Regions from separate parts of the Mus musculus genome. Here regions 1 and 2 are each linked to region 3. Evidence: chromatin contacts called from public HiChIP or PLAC-seq and promoter capture Hi-C data. All regions are on one chromosome and are shown on one strand. Each heading gives the region's core, a stretch centred on a gene start, on an enhancer-like site or on the middle of the called end of the contact. The rest is flanking DNA. Distances are from core to core; before and after follow the strand shown.

Region 1 (2,700 bases), core at 14-2,513, 550 kb before region 3:
GATGGTAGCCCAAGCTAAGGGTCGTTAGGCTCTGGACCTGGGATATTCCCACAGCTCCACGGTAGGTAAGTTCTAGCTGGTTAGCCATCCCTGTGGGAGGATCAGTGTGTGGCATGTCCTTGTTCTCTCTGGGAAAGCCTTGGCTAGTAGCGGGCAAGCACAGGATAGCCATACTTCATCCAGGATGAGAGTTTCCAGTCTCAGTGTGAGTACTCCGAATTTGAGCTCCTGGCTTTATACATTGAGGGCGAAGCGAGGGTGCATCTTTAACTGTCTTCAGATCTGCTAAAAAGCTATCTAATGACCTAGAAGCCTCATTCATTCAACTCAGCAGCCTCCAAGCCAGGTTTACATCTCAGAAAACTCTAGCTAGGAGATGAGCAACTTGGACGATGAACTGTGTTGGTCTTGCACAGGAGGACACTCCTTTCTCTGCTCCCACCAAACCTGCGGCGCTTAACACAATGAAAGGGACCATAAAAACCGATCTATCCAGGGACAGTGGGCATTCATTGCATCGTGAGTGCTCCACACATGGAACCCAAAGCACTTTGTACCTCATCTTAGGGTTCTGGTGGATGGGAGAATGGGGACCAGAGGAGCACGAATAGGGTGCTGAAGCCCACTACTGCATGCCACTTCTGCTTCTAGGAGTCTCTGAGGTTCCCAGTGTGAACAAATGTTCCTGGAAAGGTGTTACTGCACCTCATACTGATGCTTCTGCAAAGCTGATTAGCTGGTTAGCACATCAGTCAGTGGCTGTGAAGAGGGGATATCCGAGGTCCAGAGCCTAATTACAGTTTATCTTGAGCTATCTGTAGCATCCTTAAGAATCATCCTTTGCTCATTAGTATCTGACCTTGTGACTAGCAGGTGAAACCTTTTGCAGTGTTTTAAAAGACTGCTAGCTTCCACTAACCAAAAAGCTCCGAACATCCTCAGCTAGCGTCTGGGGCCTACAGCAGAGTCACCTCTGCTTTGCTGTGACTCCCCACTTGACATATCCGCCAATATAATTGAAAGGAGCCTTTCCGTTATGACTTAGTGTGTTCTGATACTAGAAAAGCTCCCCAGTTCTGTTACCACACTGGAACAAGGATTTGGGGGTGATCCATAACTGTGCTCTCTGGCTGTGGCCACTCCCATCTGTCCCCCTGAGGTGAGAGTTTGTTTTGAATTGACCCCAGAGACAAGCCACCCTGACACTGCAGGGCTTCCGGTCTGTGTATTGGCTTTGAGCAGCCATTTGTTCCTCCTTGCTAGCTCTTTGAATGATTCCTGGTTCTATGAGGACGAGGCATTTGCATTACAATGCTTCCCTTGCAAGCCTAGGCGTCTGCACCGGTGAAACTTTCCCTTGATCAAAGGCTGCACTGTTGTGGAGGTTTGGAAAGGTACAAGCTTCCTTTGCGCTACCTGAGGAGCGAATTTTAAGAACAAAACATTGCATTCTTTTTGTTACAAATCATAACTGTCAGGTACACAGCCCATCCTGGGAAGAATTACAGGCAAAGCCCAACTCTGCAGTCTTCCTTGGTCGTAGGTGATTTCCAGAGGCCCCATTAAACTGCACAAACAGTCCGTACACACAAATATAGGTCAACTTCTTCTTTGATGGCTAAATCACTATCTGCAGCCAGAGCTCCTGCATGCCACTTCCTAACAAGGTTTTGTTTTTACATTCCAAACAGAAACATGCTCACAGAACCTCTGCCACCCACAGGACTCCCAACACCAGCTCTCCCCAACCCCTCACTCCCCACCCCCACCTCCAGACAAGCCCCTCTCCTCCAAGAACTTGGAGTATCATCAAATTCAATGATGATACTGTTCAATTCCATTTCTGTTTGGGGGAATCTTTTGATTTTCTGCTTGAGTTATTCTCGAAAAGATACAGGTTTAGACCTGAGGCCAACTGGCTTATTGGATTTACGTATTTAAAAGCAACTTTGATTGGCTTCACAGCCGACTTTTAAAATAATCTGGGCTCAATCTGCTTGTGGAAATGAGTCTGACCTCCCCTGATTTTCCGGTGATGCTTCACCCAAGACCCTACATCCAACATAGGAAGCTGGCCAAGGCTCAGTCCTGGAGAATAAGCCGATCCGGGTTCCAGGCTAACCTTGCTCAAGAACAAAGGGCTTCTGGAAAGGAAGCTTTCAGCAAAGGGTTGGTCACAGCCAATTTGAGGAAATATTTATTTATTTACTTCCTTATTTTGACAGGGACCAAAACAGTATCCTTCCATAAGACAAGAGAAGCCTGGAACTTTTTCACCAACTTAGCAGTTGACCTAAGTTTTTCCAGAGAATAGAAAATGGACATTGCCCAAGTGCTTCTGTCTCTAGAGGTTTTCCAGACTTCTGTTTGATTGTCTAGAATGTGTTTGCTCTGTTTTCTATGTTGTGATTACTCCTGCCATCCCTGAAACCAATCAGTAGGTCTCAAATATATTTGGTGCTGTGAACTAGGGAGTGGTACCAGGTTCAGCTCTGACTTTGTAGAAACTGGGATTTGAATTGGCTGTGAGGAACTTAAGTCTGCCAAACAGGCCTAAGCCAGCATAAACGGAACTGGTTTCACTTTAGGGTTGATGGTCAGAGCCTGGTGGTCCAGGGCTGAATATTTATCTTCCTCAGGACCTGAACTGGGGCTTTCTCCATCATCTTTATCGTCTGCATCTATAGCCTTATTCCTAAA
Region 2 (2,700 bases), core at 119-2,618, 590 kb before region 3:
TGTGTGTGTGTGTTTGGTGTGTGGTATAGTGTGTGATGTGTGTGTGTTTGGTGTGTGGTGTAGTGTGTGATGTGTGTGTGTGTGTATGATGTGGTGTGTGTGTGTGTGTTTGTGGTGTGTGGTATGTGTGGTATGTGTGTATGTGTGTGTGGCATGTGTATGTGTGTGGTGTGTGTATGTGTGGTATGTGTGGTGTGTGTGTGTGCCATGTGTATTGTGTGGTATGTCTGTGGTGTGTGTGTGTGCATGTGGTATGTGTATGTGTGTGTCTGTGTGTGTGGTATGTGTATGTGTGTGTCTGTGTGTGTGGTATGTGTATGTGTGTGGGGAGGTGTGATATGCATGAGTCTATGTGTATGTAGTATGTATTATGATATGACTGTGAGTGTGTAATATGTGGATGTGTTGTGTGTGTATAATGTATGTGTGTGGTGTGTGTGTGTGTGATACATGTATGTGGTGTGTGTAGTGTGTGGTGTATGCCTACATGGGAATTCTCATGCCCTGAGCACCTCAGGCCATGCACCCCATTTGCACCCCATCTCCTTGCCCAGCCTTCTTATCTTTCCAAGACTCTTTTCGCTACAACAGTTCCCTTGGCCATTTGAGTCAAACTCAGAGGTACTTTGTTTCTTCTTCCATGAAGTTTCTCGTATGACCTTTTATGTGATTGCTCTTGGGCTGGGAAGAGACTGCCTTGCGGGATGTCAGAGGGCCAGCCTTACATGTGCTCCAAAGTCTTACTGCAGTCACATTTCTCAGCTCAGACTGAGTGTAAATCTGGGACAGTTGTCCTGCGCTCACTGATGGCATCTATAGAGAAAGATGCTCCCGGGCCCTCCGAGGACTAGCTGAAGAGTTGAAAGTCATTTTGGAAAAGGGAAAGGCTGCCACTCTTCAAGCCAGTGCTTTGTCTACCCCTGAGGCTCTGGCCCACAAGTACAAAATTAGCTTGAGCAGACAGACAATGCTCTTGGCCTCACCCGGCTTGTCATTTCAAATCCCGTCTGGCAGCCCTTTGTATTTGAGAAGGAAGGCTGTGTAGACACAAAAATCTACTGTCAGACAGGAAGGACTGCAACAGCCAGGAGCATGGAGGGACCCAGCAGGAAACACAGTGTGCTAGAGTGTGGGTCCCCAGCCTCATTTCCGATCCCACTGCCCAGCCAGGCCTTCTCTATTTGAATTCATGTAGGCCAAGAGGCAGGAGCAAAAGGCCCCAGCGACCCCTGTTGTCAGTCTCCGGGTAAGAGAGGCAAGGATTCACAAGCAGAGGAGGAAGCCTACCAGTCCTGTGGGAGGTAGAAGCAGCTGCGGCTATAAGCCCGAGCTCTGGACCAGTGCTGGGAGCTGGGAAGGGAAGCAGGCCCCCACCGCAGGGAACTTCCGAAGCCCGCCTGCTCTCTGCACACGGCTTCCTACAGATGGCCAGACCCACCCAGACCTTGGTGTTTACTCTTGGAAGGTGCTGGACACTCTGCCCCCACACCTGATTTGAATCCTCCTAGTCAGTTTTTTTTTTTTTAATCCCCACTTTCCACAGAAGATGCAGGCCTGTGTGGCAAAAACAAAACAAAAGAACAAAAACAAACACCCCACCCCCGCGGCAAACTTCTGGCATCAGAGAAGCCTAGATTTAAAGCAAGGTATCCTTGACCCTAAAACTAGTTGTCTCTGGCAGCATGTCTGCTATGTACACTGTTGGCCTTGGCTACCACAGTCAGAGACTTCCAGGGTTTTCATTTCTGTTATATCCCCTCTTCTGCTCACTCTCTCCCTCCTCCCTTCTCTCCCACCATTCAGCTCTCCCTTCTTCCCTCCTTCCCTCTTTCTTCCCCCTTCCTTCCTTCTCTCTCTCCCCCTCCTTCTCTCCCTCCTTCCCTCTCCCCTCCCCCCTCTCTCTCCCATTCTCCTCTCCTGTCCCCCTTCACCTCCTCCTCCTTATTCACCACCCCCTTGTTTCCATGTAGGAGCTTTTCTTTACCCAACACTGCCCTCAGACACCAGTATTTGCTTGGCTCACTGTGTCAAACATTTCTTGTTTAGTGTTGGAGATTCTATTTAACTCTGTTTCTTTAGTGATTTCCAGGTCTTTTCAAATCAAAACCTTCAAGAAAGTATCTAAGATCTACAGGGAACTGTAAATGCCTATTTACACCCACAATGGAGGTGGCATGGCACATGACCCAGGCATCAAAAGCCATGACATTACAGATCCTAACTCCCCAAAGAAAAGAATCCCGAAGAGGGCATGGTCAGAGAGGAGGAGAAGAGAGGAAGTGTGGGTGGTTAGTTAGCATGCAGCCTTTCTTCCTGTCTCCAGGCAGTGTTCCCCTTCCCAGCCCTGGGCCCTGGGCTCAGCTGGAAACAGGCCCTGTCTCTTTCCTCTCACATCTCCCCTGAGCTTTTTAGATGGACTCAGACGCCTACTGAGTGTCTCATCACAGAGACCTGAGGAATCCCAGCTTCTTGTGTCCCAGAGGTGACTTACTGACCCAATTCCTGAAGTTTTTGTGAACACCCACCTACCCAACATGCCCTTCACCATGACAAATCCCAGCAAGATCACTTCTAGAAAATGACATCTCTAGAAAGCCTCAGGATGTACACCCTCCACTGCTGGAGAAAACAGGATACTAGACAAGGTCTATCTCAACTGTGGGACAAGACACAGATGTCTGTCCTAGCTATGGACAACAG
Region 3 (2,700 bases), core at 84-2,583:
ATGGCTTCTTAATAAATGAGCTATACACATCACTAGAGATTTTTTTTTCCTGATGCACCCAAAAGATAGCCAGATCCTGCAGCTCCCAGGACCTTCCTTCCAGGGTTTGGTAAAGTCAGTCTGCCATCAGTAGCTCTCAGACACTTGGAGAGCCCCTCTCCCCAAGCTGCTTAAGGTTTGTGCCCTGTTTCTGTGAGGACAGCTGCATCGATCCTACAAGTGCACATACCTGGAATACAGGTAACACGCAAGAGCACCCAGCCTTCCAAGTTCTCTTTAAAGTTCCTCTCAGGCTAGACGGATGCACTGTGGACCTCCATGAGAGGTTTGAACCTACCACCCCCAACCCCTACACTGGTCTCTGAGCCCCCCCCCCCCATTTTCCACCCCCAGCCGAACTCACATCTCGGAAGCGGTTCCAGTACTTGTCACGGTCATACTGGGAGACAGTGCTCAGCCACTGGTCATTGTCTAGGAAATTGGCGTTGTTGAGGGCCGCGCCACCGGCCAGCGCGTCCAGGTGCCGGCTGTCCACTTGGAGGAAGCACCACGCCGCGGCGGCCGCCGCGAGCACCGCGATCGCTGGCATCTGGGGGCAGGGCACACGGGCGTGAGCCGGTGACAACAGGGCTACCTCAAGCCCCTCACTCCCACCGGGTGTCTGGGCGCCTAGGGGCGCGCACAAGCTGCAGCGCCTGGGCTCACCGCGGGGACAGGGTGGTCCCTCTCACACCTGGGACGGAGGTTGCACCTGGAGAGCCCTTATGCATGGAAACAGCTACAAACGCAGAGCCTAGGTCACCGACTCGGGGCCGCCGTCAAACTACTGAAGACCCTCTCACCGGCTCTCCGTTGTGGGGCTCCAGTACATCTCCCCCAAAACCCGGATGCTCAATGTGCCAGCCGCACTCCCACAGACGGGCCCCACAGCTCTGGTGTAGGGATAGGGATAACGGCGCTCTGAGCATCATCCCAGGCTCTGGCAGACGGGGGCTTTGGGGTGCCCTCAAGCCGGGCTTCCCGTTCCCAGCTAAGGCAAAGGTCTCTCTGCTCCCGGCCCGCGGCTTCTGCGCAACAGGGACACGCAGAAATGCCCCCAGGCCCTGACCCTGCCAGCCCGGGAGATGGCCTCAGGAAGGTCCCAACTACGCCAAATATGCCAAGTTGGGGCTCAGTGTTCTGCGGACACGTACCTTGGGAGCCCGCCCGAGTCCCGGCGCCCGAGTTGCTGGGGTTCCTGTACCGCGGTGGCTGGGAAGGCTGATGCCCGGCTCGTTCCCTTGCGCACCTGCCGCCGCCGCGCGTCCGGCCGCTTTGTGAGCCCGCAGCGCTCTGGCTCGTCTCGGGCGCGGCGTCCGCGGGCGGAGAAGCCTGAGCTCCTAGCCGAGGCCTCTGGCGCCCCCTGGCGGCTACTTGGCGCTCAGCGGTCCCATCCGGGAGCGTGATTCATTCGCAGCTCTACAGGGCTGACACAGATTTCAAGCTCAGGGAAATGATGTTAGAAGGCCAAGAAGTCGCCAGTGTTGAGGGACTCTCAACGAGTAAGTGCTTGGGACACCCGTCTCAGAATCTCTACGGTGGAGAGAGGAGACTCTCTCCAAGAGTCGGCCCTTTAAATGAGTCCCTGTTGCGTCTTGTGCACAGACAATATTTAGGTGAACTTCTCTACTCCCTGGTTCAAGCCATACACCCAGCATCTCTAAGTCTGATCTCCAACCAGAGCCACCCCTAAGAGTCCTGTGGAACCGACCTCCAGCTTCAAGCACGGACAGAAGGAGAAAGCTGGCCTTGACCCAGCCCTCTCTTCTCTTTCCAAATACTCAGCGTGTTTGGTTTAATAGGGGTGGGAGCGACTTAACAGGTGCATCGCTGCCTACTTCTTGGCACAGCTATAGCCTATAGCCCTGAACACACACACACACACACACACACCAAACTCAAAACCCTTCAGGACACTTCCCTGAGAAACACCCAAACCCTAGTCCCCTGCACACCTGGTCCTTGCCCTCTTACCCTTCTGCCTCTGTTTGCCCCCACCCACCCACCCACCCCTGCCTTCTTGTCCCCACTTTCTACACAGGCTAGCCTTGGGGTCAGACCCCAGTGGCAAGGGCTCCTCCAGGCCTGGGATCACTTTGCCCCTGGGCAGACTTGAGCTACCAGAATATCTGAATGCATTCTGCAGCTGCCTCATCTCCATTTGTTCCGAGATTTGTGGTCCCTGTGATTCAGGCCAGGACCTCGGTGACACTGCCCTGAGAACTCAGTGTTTCTCCAGCTGCAAGCTCACTGCGCTTAAGGTCACTTATGGCAAGCGTGACCTTCCCGTGGGCTGGAACTCTCTGACAGTGCGATCTGCCTTGCTCTCAGCAGCTGCACCAGTCATGACACACCACCAACAGTCAGTATCAGAGGGATCCTGAGCCCTGCTTTTCAATATGCCACCACGATGATGTGGCCGGTTGTGAGTCGTGCTGTAATAATTGGGCAGATGGCATGGTTTAAGCATGTGAATTGCAGTTCTTGTGCATTCTGGGAGGCCTTAGTACAGGAGAAGTGGAGTCTTTTTTTTTCATGTTGGGGAAACACCTCACCCAGAGAGTATCTTATCACGGGGATGAACACAGTGAGTATCTGATGTCATAGCTGGAGAGAGAGAGGCTTGGGATAGTGAGAGGAATGCATCTCATTTCAAGAGAA

The links. Promoter capture Hi-C pulls out the DNA fragments that hold promoters and counts their contacts. HiChIP or PLAC-seq counts read pairs in DNA pulled down with a chosen protein or histone mark.
Region 1: an H3K27ac HiChIP or PLAC-seq map of embryonic stem cells shows a contact between it and region 3, with 8 times the contacts expected there. The contact joins the enhancer-like site here to the promoter of Spock1 in region 3. A contact is called at or near these places in 4 of 39 promoter capture datasets (cranial neural crest, hippocampal neurons, liver and 1 more), 7 of 115 datasets of contacts at active chromatin or transcription factors (embryonic basal ganglia, embryonic forebrain, embryonic hindbrain and 3 more) and 1 of 9 other capture datasets (embryonic stem cells).
Region 2: a contact with region 3 is called in a promoter capture Hi-C map of hippocampal neurons, with 5 times the contacts expected there. The contact joins the enhancer-like site here to the promoter of Spock1 in region 3. A contact is called at or near these places in 8 of 39 promoter capture datasets (cranial neural crest, embryonic stem cells, frontonasal cranial neural crest and 4 more), 1 of 484 Hi-C or Micro-C datasets (embryonic stem cells) and 8 of 115 datasets of contacts at active chromatin or transcription factors (craniofacial prominence, embryonic basal ganglia, embryonic forebrain and 5 more).

What each region holds. Positions count from the first base shown.
Region 1 is chr13:57,361,473-57,364,172 of GRCm38.p6, forward strand. The region is part of intron 1 of Gm33294 (a long non-coding RNA gene); the gene reads left to right. Among named protein-coding and RNA genes, the nearest start is that of Gm33294, 69 kb to the left of the region's middle. Within about 2 kb of position 1,264, at least 14 of the 459 cell types and tissues checked have an H3K27ac peak or open chromatin away from gene starts, as enhancers often do. A contact at or near this core is called in embryonic stem cells, where this site is marked.
Region 2 is chr13:57,315,168-57,317,867 of GRCm38.p6, forward strand. The region is part of intron 1 of Gm33294 (a long non-coding RNA gene); the gene reads left to right. Among named protein-coding and RNA genes, the nearest start is that of Gm33294, 22 kb to the left of the region's middle. Within about 2 kb of position 1,369, at least 23 of the 459 cell types and tissues checked have an H3K27ac peak or open chromatin away from gene starts, as enhancers often do.
Region 3 is chr13:57,906,999-57,909,698 of GRCm38.p6, forward strand. Spock1 (sparc/osteonectin, cwcv and kazal-like domains proteoglycan 1) reads right to left here and starts at 1,334. Exons shown (of 12, transcript NM_009262.3): 1 at 1,194-1,334; 2 at 404-589. The coding sequence starts at 589.